Linked DNA regions of Mus musculus: all the other regions are linked to region 3. A link is a contact called in public Hi-C and promoter capture Hi-C data. All regions are on one chromosome and are shown on one strand. The core of a region is the stretch at or near the end of the contact, and the rest is flanking DNA. Distances in the headings are between cores, read along the strand shown.

Region 1 (2,700 bases), core at 199-2,698, 1.1 Mb before region 3:
ATTGAACTCGGGCATTCGGACTTGGCAGCAAGTGCCTTTTACCTACTAAGCCATCTAACTGGCCCCTCAGCTTATTTCCTTTGCTAAGATTGTATTTTTAAATTATTAATTTCGAGACAGGGTTTCCCTTTGAGGCCTTGGCTATCCTGGAACTTGCTCTGTAGACCAGGCAGGCTATGCATTCACAGACATTCGTTTTTGTTGTCTGTTGGGGGTTGAGTATATGCTTGTGTGTTCCATGTGTATGCAGGTGCCAAGGATATCTGAAGAGGGCATCAGATCCTTCTGGAGCTCAAATTAGAGGTGGTTGTGAACTCCCCTGATGTGGGTACTGGAAATGGAGCTCAGATCCACCGAAGAGCAGCACACAGAACCATCTCTCCAGCTCCACCACTCAGCTTCTCAAGAACATGAGATATTTTTATAATTGACCCTTTGAGTTGTGACCTCTGCCAGGAACCCTCTACATCTTTATCAGACTTGAATTTGTTCTTTAGGATCCCTGAAATCACCATTCCCCCCAACAGATCTCCTTTCTTTGTATATTTACATGAATTTGCTTTTATCCCTGAACCTTAACTTTAGTTGACTTATTCATCTGTATTCTCCCACTTGTTATGGCTGCCATCTTGGTATAGTTTCAGGCCTCTGTCAAAGAGTTATAATATTAACTATGGCTTAGTTCAATTTTCCATAAATTTTATGACAAATTAACACTACTATTTCCAATTTTTCAGATGTGGAAGCTGTTGTCCAGGGTCATGCCAACATCATAAATACAAAGAGTAAAAAAGAAAAGAGGTTTCGATGCTCAGGTTTGTTAAGCCACTAAACATGCTATCTCAATATTTTGTTCCGAGTAATAAAAGAATGAACAATAATAAATTGCTTCTTTACTAACTTCATAAAAGGAATAAATTCGAGAGCTGCAGATAGGGACTCCTTGCTCCGGATCTGGAGGCTTAGGCTTAGGCGCCGACCACAGGATCCTGGGAAGTCTGATTTACAAGGCAGCAGGAAAATGGGTGGCTCTGGACCGGAACCAGAAAATAAAGTTCAAATACTCACCGCCCTGCCCCAGGAGTGGTATACGCGGCTGCCTGACTCTGACAGGTCGGAGTCGAGGACTAGGTCAAGCCTAGGAGCCTTGTTTATTGATTAATGGACCAAGGCCACGGAAGCACTTCTTCCCAATCGCCCTCTGCCACAGGAAGTTATTACTAGCCTACATGCAACGCCTAAAATGTCCGTATCCTGCACAGCACTCTGAGAGCCTCTCCCCGCTTTCTGGTATTGTGACTCCCTAGTGCTATTCACATCTTTAAAACTCTGCGAGTCTTGAAAGAGGAACTCCAACATTTCTGTCCAGAGAAGCCTCAGGGAGGTGGGAAGGAGGAGGAGAAGTGAGCGGGAACGTAGAGAGCGAGGGGTCGGGGTTTCCGAGGGACACATTTTGAGATTGCACCCGGCTAAGGATGGCTGATCCTACCCCTCAGCTAGATGCGCCAGCTCCCCAGGAAGTCAGTAGCGAGTTTAAGAAGCCGGTTTTACCAGTGCCTTCCGCAGTACGGGGTAAGGCTCCGGCCTCCAGTCCCTCCGTTTCTGAGGATGTGAAGAAAGAATGTCTCGCGGCGCAGCTGGACTCTGGATGTGAGGAGCCCGAGGTCCCGCCACCGCAGCCGGACAGCCAGGAGACCGGGGGTCCACCGGTGGAGCAACTCCGCTCCCCGCGGGTAGCTCCTGCGTCTGGCGGTCCGACCCGGGCTCCTCCGTACCGAGAGCCATCGTGGGGCAGCCCAGCCACGGCCCCCTACAGTCTCGAAACCCTGAAGGGTGGCACCATCCTTGGCACCCGCACCTTGAAAGACACGAGCTGCTGCTTTTTCGGGAGACTTGCTAGTTGTGACATATGTCTGGAGCATCCTTCCGTGTCTCGGTACCATGCTGTACTACAGCACCGGGGGGCGGATCCCAGCGGAGACTCTGAGGGTCATGAGCAGGGCTTTTATCTCTACGATCTGGGAAGTACCCACGGCACGTTCCTCAACAAAACTCGCATCCCACCCCGCACTTACTGTAGAGTCCACGTCGGGCATGTAATGCGCTTTGGAGGCAGCACTCGGCTCTTTATCCTTCAGGTAGGTAGAAAAATCTAAAATAAAAATCTTGGGACTTCACTGTTTTTGGTTTTTCAAGACAGGGCTTCTCTATGTAGCCCTGGCTGTCCTGGAACTCTCTCTGTAGACCAGGCTGGCCTCGAACTCAGAAATCCGCCTGCCTCTGCCTCCCGAGTGCTGGGATTAAAGGCGTGCACCGCCACGCCCGGCGATTCTGAGTTTCTTTAAGGTTTAGTTGAGTAAAAGGATTCTGGTAACCAATGACAAAAGCACAGGCCTCATTCTGGACCCACAGGTCTGTGTACGTTGCTGTGTCTCAGAAAGTAATTTTCTCACTTCTGAATCCATATATGTATATATTTTACCCATGATTCATTAGGGACCAGAGGAAGACCGAGAGGCAGAATCTGAATTAACAGTAACACAGTTGAAGGAATTGCGTAAACAGCAGCAGATATTATTGGAGAAGAAGATGTTAGGTGAAGACTCAGATGAAGAAGAAGAAGCAAATACCACTGAAGGGAAGAGCAGTAGAAGTGGTCAAGATGATGAGCTGGGCTGCACGTGGGGAATGGGTAAGAAA
Region 2 (2,767 bases), core at 11-2,510, 1.2 Mb before region 3:
AAAGCCTGCTAGAAAGGGTTTCAAGGACTGTTTCTCAGACTTCAGTGGTTAAAAACTATATTCAGAGACATATTTTATGTCACAGTAATGAGAAAAGAATGCCTTTAACGATGTCAACACTCTGCTCAACATCTTCCATAATCCAGCAATACTCTGGTAGTAGATTGGGAGTCAAGAAAACTAGTTCAAAGTTCAGCGACATATTCCAGGAAGTCACTGAGCATGTGTCTGTCTCTTGTACCGGGGCTGAGTTTACTTCCTTGATGAAATCAGAGTCATTAAAGTCCCTCCCAGAGAAACAGTCTTAGTTCCTCTGTAAGAACTTATCATAGCTCTTTGATAGAAGACATAACAGTCTCTTTAAGGGGAGAGGCCACAGTTCCTCAAGGAGAAGTCCTCAAAATCCCTCAGGGAGTAGCTTTCCAAGTCCTTCAGGGAAGAGCCCTAGAAGTCACTTGAGGTGGAGCCCTTGTAGTCCCTCAGGAAGGAACCTTCACAGTCCCTCAGGGAGAAGCCCTTGTAGACTTCTAGAGAGAAGAGGGCACATTCCTTCTGTGAAGAAGAGTCTACACAGTCTTTCAGGGAGGAGTCAGCAGACTCTCTATTCTCTGAGATGCCTCAGTCCCTCAAAAACGAGCCATCTCAGTCTCTCGTGGACGTCACTGGGCAGTCATTCAGAAAGGAGCCATGGTAATTTCTCTGAAAGATCCTTTTCCGTTCCCTCTGGTTGGAAAGGACATAGTTCTGGATCAAGCCCACTTCTTCTAAGAACAGGCATTGTTCCAGACTCATCCGCTGGAGAGATCCAGATGTAACTTGGCTAAAGTGTTCATGTCTTTCAGGGACCGCACCAAAAAAAAAAAAAAAAAAAAAAATCCAAAAGCTAGACAAGTTTGGAGGCCAGAAGTTAGTGGATAAGGAGAGTTCTGTCCCTCACCTGAGCAAAGAAAGAGATATCTGGGAGGGAAGGAGAAGAGAATGGGTCTTTAATTTAAGATCAATAAAGGGGCGATTTGAATTTCGTTTGCATCTGTAAAACCACTTGTGGGATGGGTGGGAGTAGGTGTGCAAACGCTAGTTCGGGAGGACCCCTTAAATATTCAGACTCCTCCCATTTGCTCCAACCTTCACGCCCCAAAGGCCTGCCTACTCCCTTGTTGCTATGGGGGCGGGGTCTCAATGGAAGCCGAAGAAGAGTTATCACGTGACTCCTTTCCCGCCGCAGCCCCCTCGGAAGCAGCTAGGCGGAAGTAGGTGTTCAGAACAGGGTTAGTCGCCGCTGAGACCACATCCGGGAGAGGCGAGGAGAGCGGAAGTGGCGTTGGTCTGTCCGGAGCCCTTGGGTGAAATTGTTAGGCGTGGAGGGGGAGTGATGTCTTCCAGACTCGGTGCAGTCACCGCCGTGAGTTTCTTGGTGTGACCATTATACTTTAGAAATAGAACTGTCGAGCTGAGAACACGCGGTCCTTTGCTTTTGTTTTGTACTCAGAGTTGTTTTTTTTTTTTTTTTCCGGAGCCAATCCTAGGCCCCACCCTTTTATATCAGATCCACTTACCGCCTTTTTTCTTCCCATTTTTATTTTTATTGCTTAGTCCTCGTATCCTTGGACTGAGTTCCTCGACACATTGTAATTATTTATATTCCTTCAGCATCCCCAGTGCCTCCCGTTTCTTTTAATATATATATGATACATATGTATATATCATATATATATTTTTTTTTTCCTCGTCTTTTCTTTTCAAGCCTCTATCTAGGATAGGGTTTTGAGAATGGACAAAGATGAAAACTCTGGTATTGTCAACCCGTCTTTACATTGTGAATAAATAGAATGGCACAGGTTTCCTAAAAAGTGTCTCCTTCAGTCCATTTGAAGTAGTTGCTCGGGACAGCTTCACATCTAGGCACAAGGGGGATTCATCTCTTTGCGGATGAGCTTCAAAGGTCCCTAGCACTCACTCCTGTGCTTGTGATTTGCTAGACCCCGGGACCCACATCCCTTAAGCAGCAGAGGAGCACCAGGATCGTGGGAGCTAAGAAGTAAGTGAGGTTTTCTGAGGACATTTTTGTAATGGTGTAGACAGTGCTGCTAAAGATGTTCTGTGTCTGCACTGTGGAGCATCATAGCCACCAGACAGGTATGGCTTTGGGGCACTTGAGATGTGGCTAGTACAATTGAAGAACCGAATTACAAATTCTATTTCATTTTAATGGACTAAAACTTCAATAACCATCTGTAGGTAGTAGCTACGGGATTGGACAGTGCAGATAAAATCCTAGTGTGGGGGAAAGAAAACCTGGCTTGCAATAAAGATGCAGTCTAATAAAAATGGAGTGTGTGTTTCAGTTAGTGGTATTCCTGCGTGGCCTCTGCCCCCCATATCAAATATGTGCTCATAATTAATTTGATGGACTGGGGAGGGAAATAAAAACAGCTATAAGCAATCTTTACATTTCTAAGCTACTTGGTTGCAGCCCTGATTTATTGTTTTGTGTAATGAATGTGCTAAGTTTTGCCATGGCTAACACAAAAGAAAGATTTTATTAACTTGGACCTCCGGGGTGAGTTCATTCACTTAGATAACACTTACGGGATGTCTGCTCTGAACAAGCTGTGTAGTAGGTTGGGCACCCAGGCATGACAACAGAGCTGTCTGTTCAACAGATGAATTGGGTAATCACGGCAATACAATACAGTATAATAGGAAAAAACTGTTTTTTTGTGGTAGGGGCTCACTATCTGGAAATTCCCTGTGACACTTGGCTTGG
Region 3 (2,949 bases), core at 90-2,589:
TAACGTTCTAGTTTCAAGAAAAAACTTGCTGGGCGGTGGTGGCGCACGCCTTTAATCCTAGCACTTGGTAGGCAGAGGCAGGGGGATTTCTGAGTTCGAGGCCAGCCTGGTCTACAAAGTGGGTTCCAGGACAGCCAGAGCTATACAGAGAAAAACAAAAAAACAAAAAAACAAAAAAAAAAAAAAAACAAAACAAAACAAAAAAACCCCTTAATGCACCAGTCAATGGCAAAATAAAGCACCGCGCTACATCACACATAGTTGTTCATGTGGATTCCCATTCCTTTCTCTGAAGAAACTTTTTAAAGCTGTGTGCATTTAAGTTGCTAAAGTACCAGACTACTGACGGAGTTGATATGTCAAAGATGATGCTGAATTTCTCTGAAAACCACAAAGGAAACCAACAGTCCCACATTAATACTTCGAATAACCCCACCAAAGAGGAAATACAAAAGGGAAATTAAGAGTGTGATAAGGCAGACGTGCCTTTAGCAGGAGTACTTCTAGATTGTCTTTTGACCCTCTCAATCTTGTACCTCAGTTCCTCCTAAACCCTTCCTTTTTCTACAAGGCAAGCAGAAAAAACGATGCAAGGCCTTCGGAGGGAAAACAAACAAAAAACCTTTCATCTTGACTTCTTCACTTCAAGGGGCCCAAACGTCAGCTTTCATAGCTGTCAAGAAGAGTCACAGTGCCTGTCCGGGTTCCCTATTACGAGGATCAAATACAATGCTGTCCCACTCTAAGTGAGAGCCACCATTCCTGGGAGAATTGCCAACACAACTCAGGTTCGGTTCTACTCGCGCGGCAAGGCTGGTTCGACCTACAGTCAACAGGAAGCTTCTGCGGCCAGACGAGAACCAAGGTGTCAGCACTGCCCTGATGGCTCACGCGGTTCGACTGTGATTTTACTATCAGTGACAAAGGGTGCGGAGGCACAAAGCTGAGAAATGAACAGTCAACCTTTCTCCAAAGAACCCCAACCCCGATCACCCTCCGAAAACAAAGCCCCACACCCCTCAGTGTTTCGGTGAGCCAGGCGGAGCCCCGCTTCGCCCGTTGCGGTAGTCGGCGTGCGGGCAAGGCAGGGAACCACATGCCGCTGCTGCTTTCTCCTCACGCCCCCTCGGGAGCACGCCTGACCCCTGGCGCCATGTTGGGCCGGCAGGCACGACACGGCCGGGCCTCCCAGCGGCCCGCGGACCCCGCGCAGAGCTCCCGCGCCGGAAGGCGCTCCCAGCAGACAGCAGAGCGCGAGTTCCGGTGAGCGGGCGCGCGCAGGTAGCCGCAACCCCCGCCCCGCGCGCGATCCGGAGCGGAGGGGCGGGGCCGGCGGCGAGAGGAGGAGAGAGGGAGGCCGCGGGGTGCGGGCGTCCGGGAGTTCCCTCCTCCTCAAGTAAAGCGTCCCGGGCCGGCTGCGCCGCCGTCGCTGCCTCCTGGCGCCCCGCGACCTGGAGGTGGAGAAGGGAGAGGGACCCGCGGGCGTCCACCTCGGCCGGCCGCCTTCTCCCCGCGGCGACCCGTGCGAGTGCGGCCGGACTCAGGTAAGCTCGCGGCGTGGCCTCGCGACGTAGGCAGCTGACCCGGACCGGGCAGCTCTAGGCCTCGGCATCCACCCTCCTGCTCCCGGGCTTCTCGAGGCGCCGCCGCCCCTGCCGCTGTCCGCCTACTGGTCCCGGAGTCTGGAAGTTGAGGAGAAACTTCTCCCCTCCCGCGGTCTGGCTGGCGGGCGTGAGTGTCTCGTCTCCTGGGCTCACTACCTGCTTGCCCAGTGCCTCGGTCTCCGCCCTGTCCAGTACTTCCCGATTCTGCGGGAGTCCGGATAGTGGTCCAGCCTATGTGGTGCCGCCGCTGCACCCTCCACCCCAAAGGACGTGGGGTCACTCCCGAATGAGGACCAGAGGGTAGGGCAGCGGCCCCTTCTCGTCCTAGCGGCTGGAGGTCTGTGTCGCCGGACGCCCGCAGCAACTGTCTGGAGCGAGGAGTGGAACTCGTGGAGCGAGCGGGTGAGCGGCGGGTTGTACTTGGTTTGATTGCAAACCACGACCTGTTTATAAAGTTTTCCTTTGTTTGGGTTTGAGGGTGTTGGGACGTGTTACAATCAGCGGCCACTTTTAAGTGCCTTGCCACTCCGCCTCCCCGTGAGTTCGGTTCTCTGTCCTCCTGTGTCAACGAAAATTTTGTTTGTGTTTTGCTTCTTGATAATTGCTTCCAGCTTTTGCTTTATTGGGCTTGAGAAAGAGTTGTTTTTAAAAAGTGGGAATATCGTTTCTGGTATAGGGATTGTGAATGGGGCATAGCGTAGTTTTGATGTAGTTATTCTTTGCATAAGTGATTGGAACAGCAGTGGAAATGACAGTTATCAAAGTAAATAAACGAAAAGTATGCAGTTGAAACATAACTTTGTACCTCTCTTGTGTGTTCCACAGCTGTGTTTTTTACATGTGATTTCACAGGATATTTCGGTATGGTATATTCATGTATTTCGTGTAAAATTACTGACCAAAATTGGCAATTGAAAGTGAGTTTAAACATCCTGTTAAATTTCTAAATTTAAATTACTCACTAATGAAAATGTTATTAAGTGTGCATGTGTGACTCAATTTAAGGCCAAATGTGTGCTACCTCTATTAACCAGCACAATGGTGTGGACTAGAAACATTTTGAGTGGGCAGATAGGGAGTGTTAAATTAAAAGCCAAAGTTCTTATATGCAACATATATGAGAGAGAATACAACTGTAGGAAAGTTGTTCTTCAGGAATTTTTTCCGCTTGCTAAATGCATTTAGCTATATCTTATTTTTGAATACCAGCAAAACCTCAGTGAAAATGTAGATGCTGGTTGACATTTCAGTAGGTCCTAAATTTAGGGGAGGGAGAAGATTGCCTTTGATTGAAACTTAGATACAAGACTGTTTATATTCCATATTTCCAGGATAAAATAAAAGC
Region 4 (2,700 bases), core at 149-2,648, 1.0 Mb after region 3:
GACAGCCCTTGGTCAGGAGTCCTGCCTTAGAGCCCCACACTCTTGATATGCCTTGCAGTGTACTAACTAGGTCTCCAAACCAAACTACATGACCATGCCAACTCCATCTCCAGTTCTCCAAAGGAGTCCTCTCCACCCTCCTTCTTCTCAAAACAGATCTGAGTGTTTCTATTACCACACCTGCCTCTGCCTCTCTGGAGCCTAAGCAGCTGCTTCACACCAATCATTCCTGTGCCCAGAGCTGCAAGTATGACAGACAAGCAGACATGTGTTCTCCCAGATCTATCTTTCCCTGTCCCTGTAGCTTCCAAAGGTCTCCTTCATCTGGATCCCAGACTTCAATCACTGCTATATTCCAGCAGTTTCCCCAACCTTTCCTCCAATCAGCCAACAGATGGGCCTCTCCGAGGTCCCACTAGCACTTGGGGCACCACATACCATGGCCTTGGACAGGGCCATAGACCTAGCCCGGCAAAGGAAACGCTCCATTAACATTCCCAACCTTGACCGTCTTCATCTCTGCCTGCTCTTCTTACACCCACCTTCCCCTGGGATCTCTCCAACCCCTGTTGTAATGAAATCAACAGGAGCTCTTTCCTATAGAAATCGTCCAACATAGCAAGCAGGCTGAACGATTCTGCACTCCAGCCGCAGTGATGTCAAAGACTGGAGCTTAGCCCCACCCGAGCACCACTCGCAGGACAGCGCCAGGGCCGCCGCCTCCCAACTGGAAGAGCGTATGGTGCTCTAGAGCGCTCAGCTCACAGCCAGGGCTGCAGAGATCCCGCTTGCTTGTTCATGATCTTGACCGGCTTCTGCTCCAGTTCCTCACCCTTGGAGTCTCCAAGCGCCCGGTTAAGCGCCAACCACCGGCCGGCACACAGGAGGCTCACCTAACGGCAGCAGTGAGTGACACAGTAGTGTGGCGGAAGTGCGGCGAAGGTGGTAAGGTACGAAGGCGGCGTCCTCGCTGCCCAGCCAGCCCGACAACAGATTCTGCACTGTGAGCCCGGCCGAGTAGAACTCGTTGGGCGTGAACACGAAGCACACTGCGAAGACCAGGTAGGCCAACGTGAAGGTCACCTCAGGGCTGTCCATCCCGCCACCGCTCACTGGGCCGTGCAGAGGCAGGAGAGTCCAGTTCTGGACAGTTGGTTTGTTGCCGCAGCCACCGCCGTCAGATCGCCCGCGGGGCACTCTGGGAAACGGAGTCCAAGTCCGGCTACTGGCGGGGCATCCTGCGAATCTGAGCGCCTCCTGTCCAGGCACCCGCAAAGCATTCTAGGAAATGGAGTCCCCTCCTCAGGCTGCCCGCGGGGCACTGTGGGAGACAATTTCCCTGTTGGGTTGACCCGAAGGGCACCCTGGGAGTCAGAGTCTCGCGAGGCCGCCCCCGGCATTCTGAGTGGGGAGTTCTCGGACCCTACGCTGACCCACAAGCTGTGAGCCGCCCAGACACCCCCCGTAAGGGTTCAACTTCTCCCTTACAAACAGCTCGGAGGAGACACTGCAACTGGGTCCATTTAACAGCTGAGAAAAACCGAGCCAGGGCGAACTGGTTTCCAACCGCATTCGCGGCCGACCATGAGATTTTCTGGGCCATGATGGCTCTCACAGTCACTGGCTACCAACAAGCCCTCTCGGCCCCCGATGCTAGACCACAGTTCCCATACGCCCCAACGCTCCCACTGTGCCCTCAGTCCCGGAAGCGGAACTCCCTGCGCAAGAAGGGCGGGACCAGTATGGCTTGCAATTGGCCACAGGTGGCTCTACGGAAGCCTCTTCTCCAACGCGCTGATTGGCTGTGGAACGCCAACTTTCGGTATTTGAATCTGGGGCGGGCGTAGCGGACGACGTTCCGGGACTGCGAGAGCGGACCTTGTTGGGGTTCCTTCGGCTGGGTTTCTCCTGCTCCGTTTTCTTAGCGCGAAGCGGGCACGGCGCTCCTCCCTTGCGGTGGGCGTCCGCGCGGGCCCAGGGCTTGGCAACCGTAGTCAGGTAAGGGAAACGGCGATTTTTTATTTCCCTCGGGCGCAGGGTGGGGATCAGCCCCACGGAACTTGATTCCTGCGAGCTGAGTTACCGTTCCTGTCTTCCGCAGCTTCGCTCTCTCCCTTTGTTGAGGACCCACCCCTCACTCCAGCCTCCTCTGTTCTAAACTCAGGGGATGCACCTAGCCTCCTAGGCAGGACAGGAACCTGCCCGTGGGCTGGGCTTTGCAGGCCGGCCTGCCAGTGATCTCGGTCTGACCCAGTTGATGGCCTCCAAAGAGGCCGTGCTGGTTCCTGTTCTGGTCGAGCGTGTCGTGTAGGAGAATCGCGTCTCAGAGCCAGGGACATCCGTCGCCCCAAGTCTCTTACTCCATCTTTTCTGCGAAACTATTCTGTCTGTCGTCTGTCTTCCTGAACCCAGGGATATTTCTTGTTCCTGGGTCTGTGCCTCTAAGTCCTCCTTCCGTACAGCCTGACCACAACTTCAAAATAAATGGCTTCTCTTGGAAACGCTTTCTTTCCAACTCCAGATGGTCCTGATAAGTTTCCCTTCTCTATTGCATCCTTCTCTGAACAGAGTCCTTTAAGGCTAAGGCCTTTTTCCTCAACTTTAGCTACCAGAATGACCTCATGCCTATACCTATACAATTTGGTTCAGCAATGCATATTTCCAGTCATGATCGCTTGATTGTACACTTCTGTCCATGCA

The links. Promoter capture Hi-C pulls out the DNA fragments that hold promoters and counts their contacts. A called contact is a pair of places that touch in the nucleus more often than the background predicts.
Region 1: a promoter capture Hi-C map of liver shows a contact between it and region 3, with 10 times the contacts expected there. The contact joins the promoter of Slc4a1ap here to the promoter of Yes1 in region 3. A contact is called at or near these places in 10 of 39 promoter capture datasets (the 3T3-L1 cell line, 3T3-L1-derived adipocytes, the SN4741 cell line and 6 more), 8 of 115 datasets of contacts at active chromatin or transcription factors (the NIH/3T3 cell line, cardiomyocytes, embryonic forebrain and 4 more) and 2 of 9 other capture datasets (adipose tissue and pancreatic islet).
Region 2: a contact with region 3 is called in a promoter capture Hi-C map of hippocampal neurons, with 5 times the contacts expected there. The contact joins the promoter of Zfp512 here to the promoter of Yes1 in region 3. A contact is called at or near these places in 1 of 39 promoter capture datasets (hippocampal neurons) and 2 of 115 datasets of contacts at active chromatin or transcription factors (embryonic forebrain and pro-B cells).
Region 4: a Hi-C map of embryonic stem cells shows a contact between it and region 3, with 11 times the contacts expected there. The contact joins the promoter of Tacc3 here to the promoter of Yes1 in region 3.

Annotation. Positions count from the first base shown.
Region 1 is chr5:31,525,547-31,528,246 of GRCm38.p6, forward strand. It overlaps Slc4a1ap (solute carrier family 4 (anion exchanger), member 1, adaptor protein), which reads left to right and starts at 1,449. Exons shown (of 14, transcript NM_001347328.1): 1 at 1,449-2,138; 2 at 2,497-2,692. The coding sequence starts at 1,476. It overlaps Supt7l (SPT7-like, STAGA complex gamma subunit), which reads right to left and starts at 1,216. Exons shown (of 5, transcript NM_028150.2): 1 at 1,069-1,216.
Region 2 is chr5:31,451,176-31,453,942 of GRCm38.p6, forward strand. Zfp512 (zinc finger protein 512) reads left to right here and starts at 1,261. Exons shown (of 14, transcript NM_172993.3): 1 at 1,261-1,402; 2 at 1,980-2,038. The coding sequence starts at 1,373.
Region 3 is chr5:32,609,832-32,612,780 of GRCm38.p6, forward strand. It overlaps Yes1 (YES proto-oncogene 1, Src family tyrosine kinase), which reads left to right and starts at 1,340. Exons shown (of 12, transcript NM_001205132.1): 1 at 1,340-1,544. Gm10461 (collagen alpha-1(II) chain) reads right to left here. Exons shown (of 2, transcript XM_030254958.1): 2 at 1-2,221. The coding sequence ends at 1,393.
Region 4 is chr5:33,656,730-33,659,429 of GRCm38.p6, forward strand. Tacc3 (transforming, acidic coiled-coil containing protein 3) reads left to right here and starts at 1,399. Exons shown (of 15, transcript NM_001040435.3): 1 at 1,399-1,998. It overlaps Tmem129 (transmembrane protein 129), which reads right to left and starts at 1,248. Exons shown (of 4, transcript NM_026698.3): 1 at 894-1,248. The coding sequence starts at 1,098.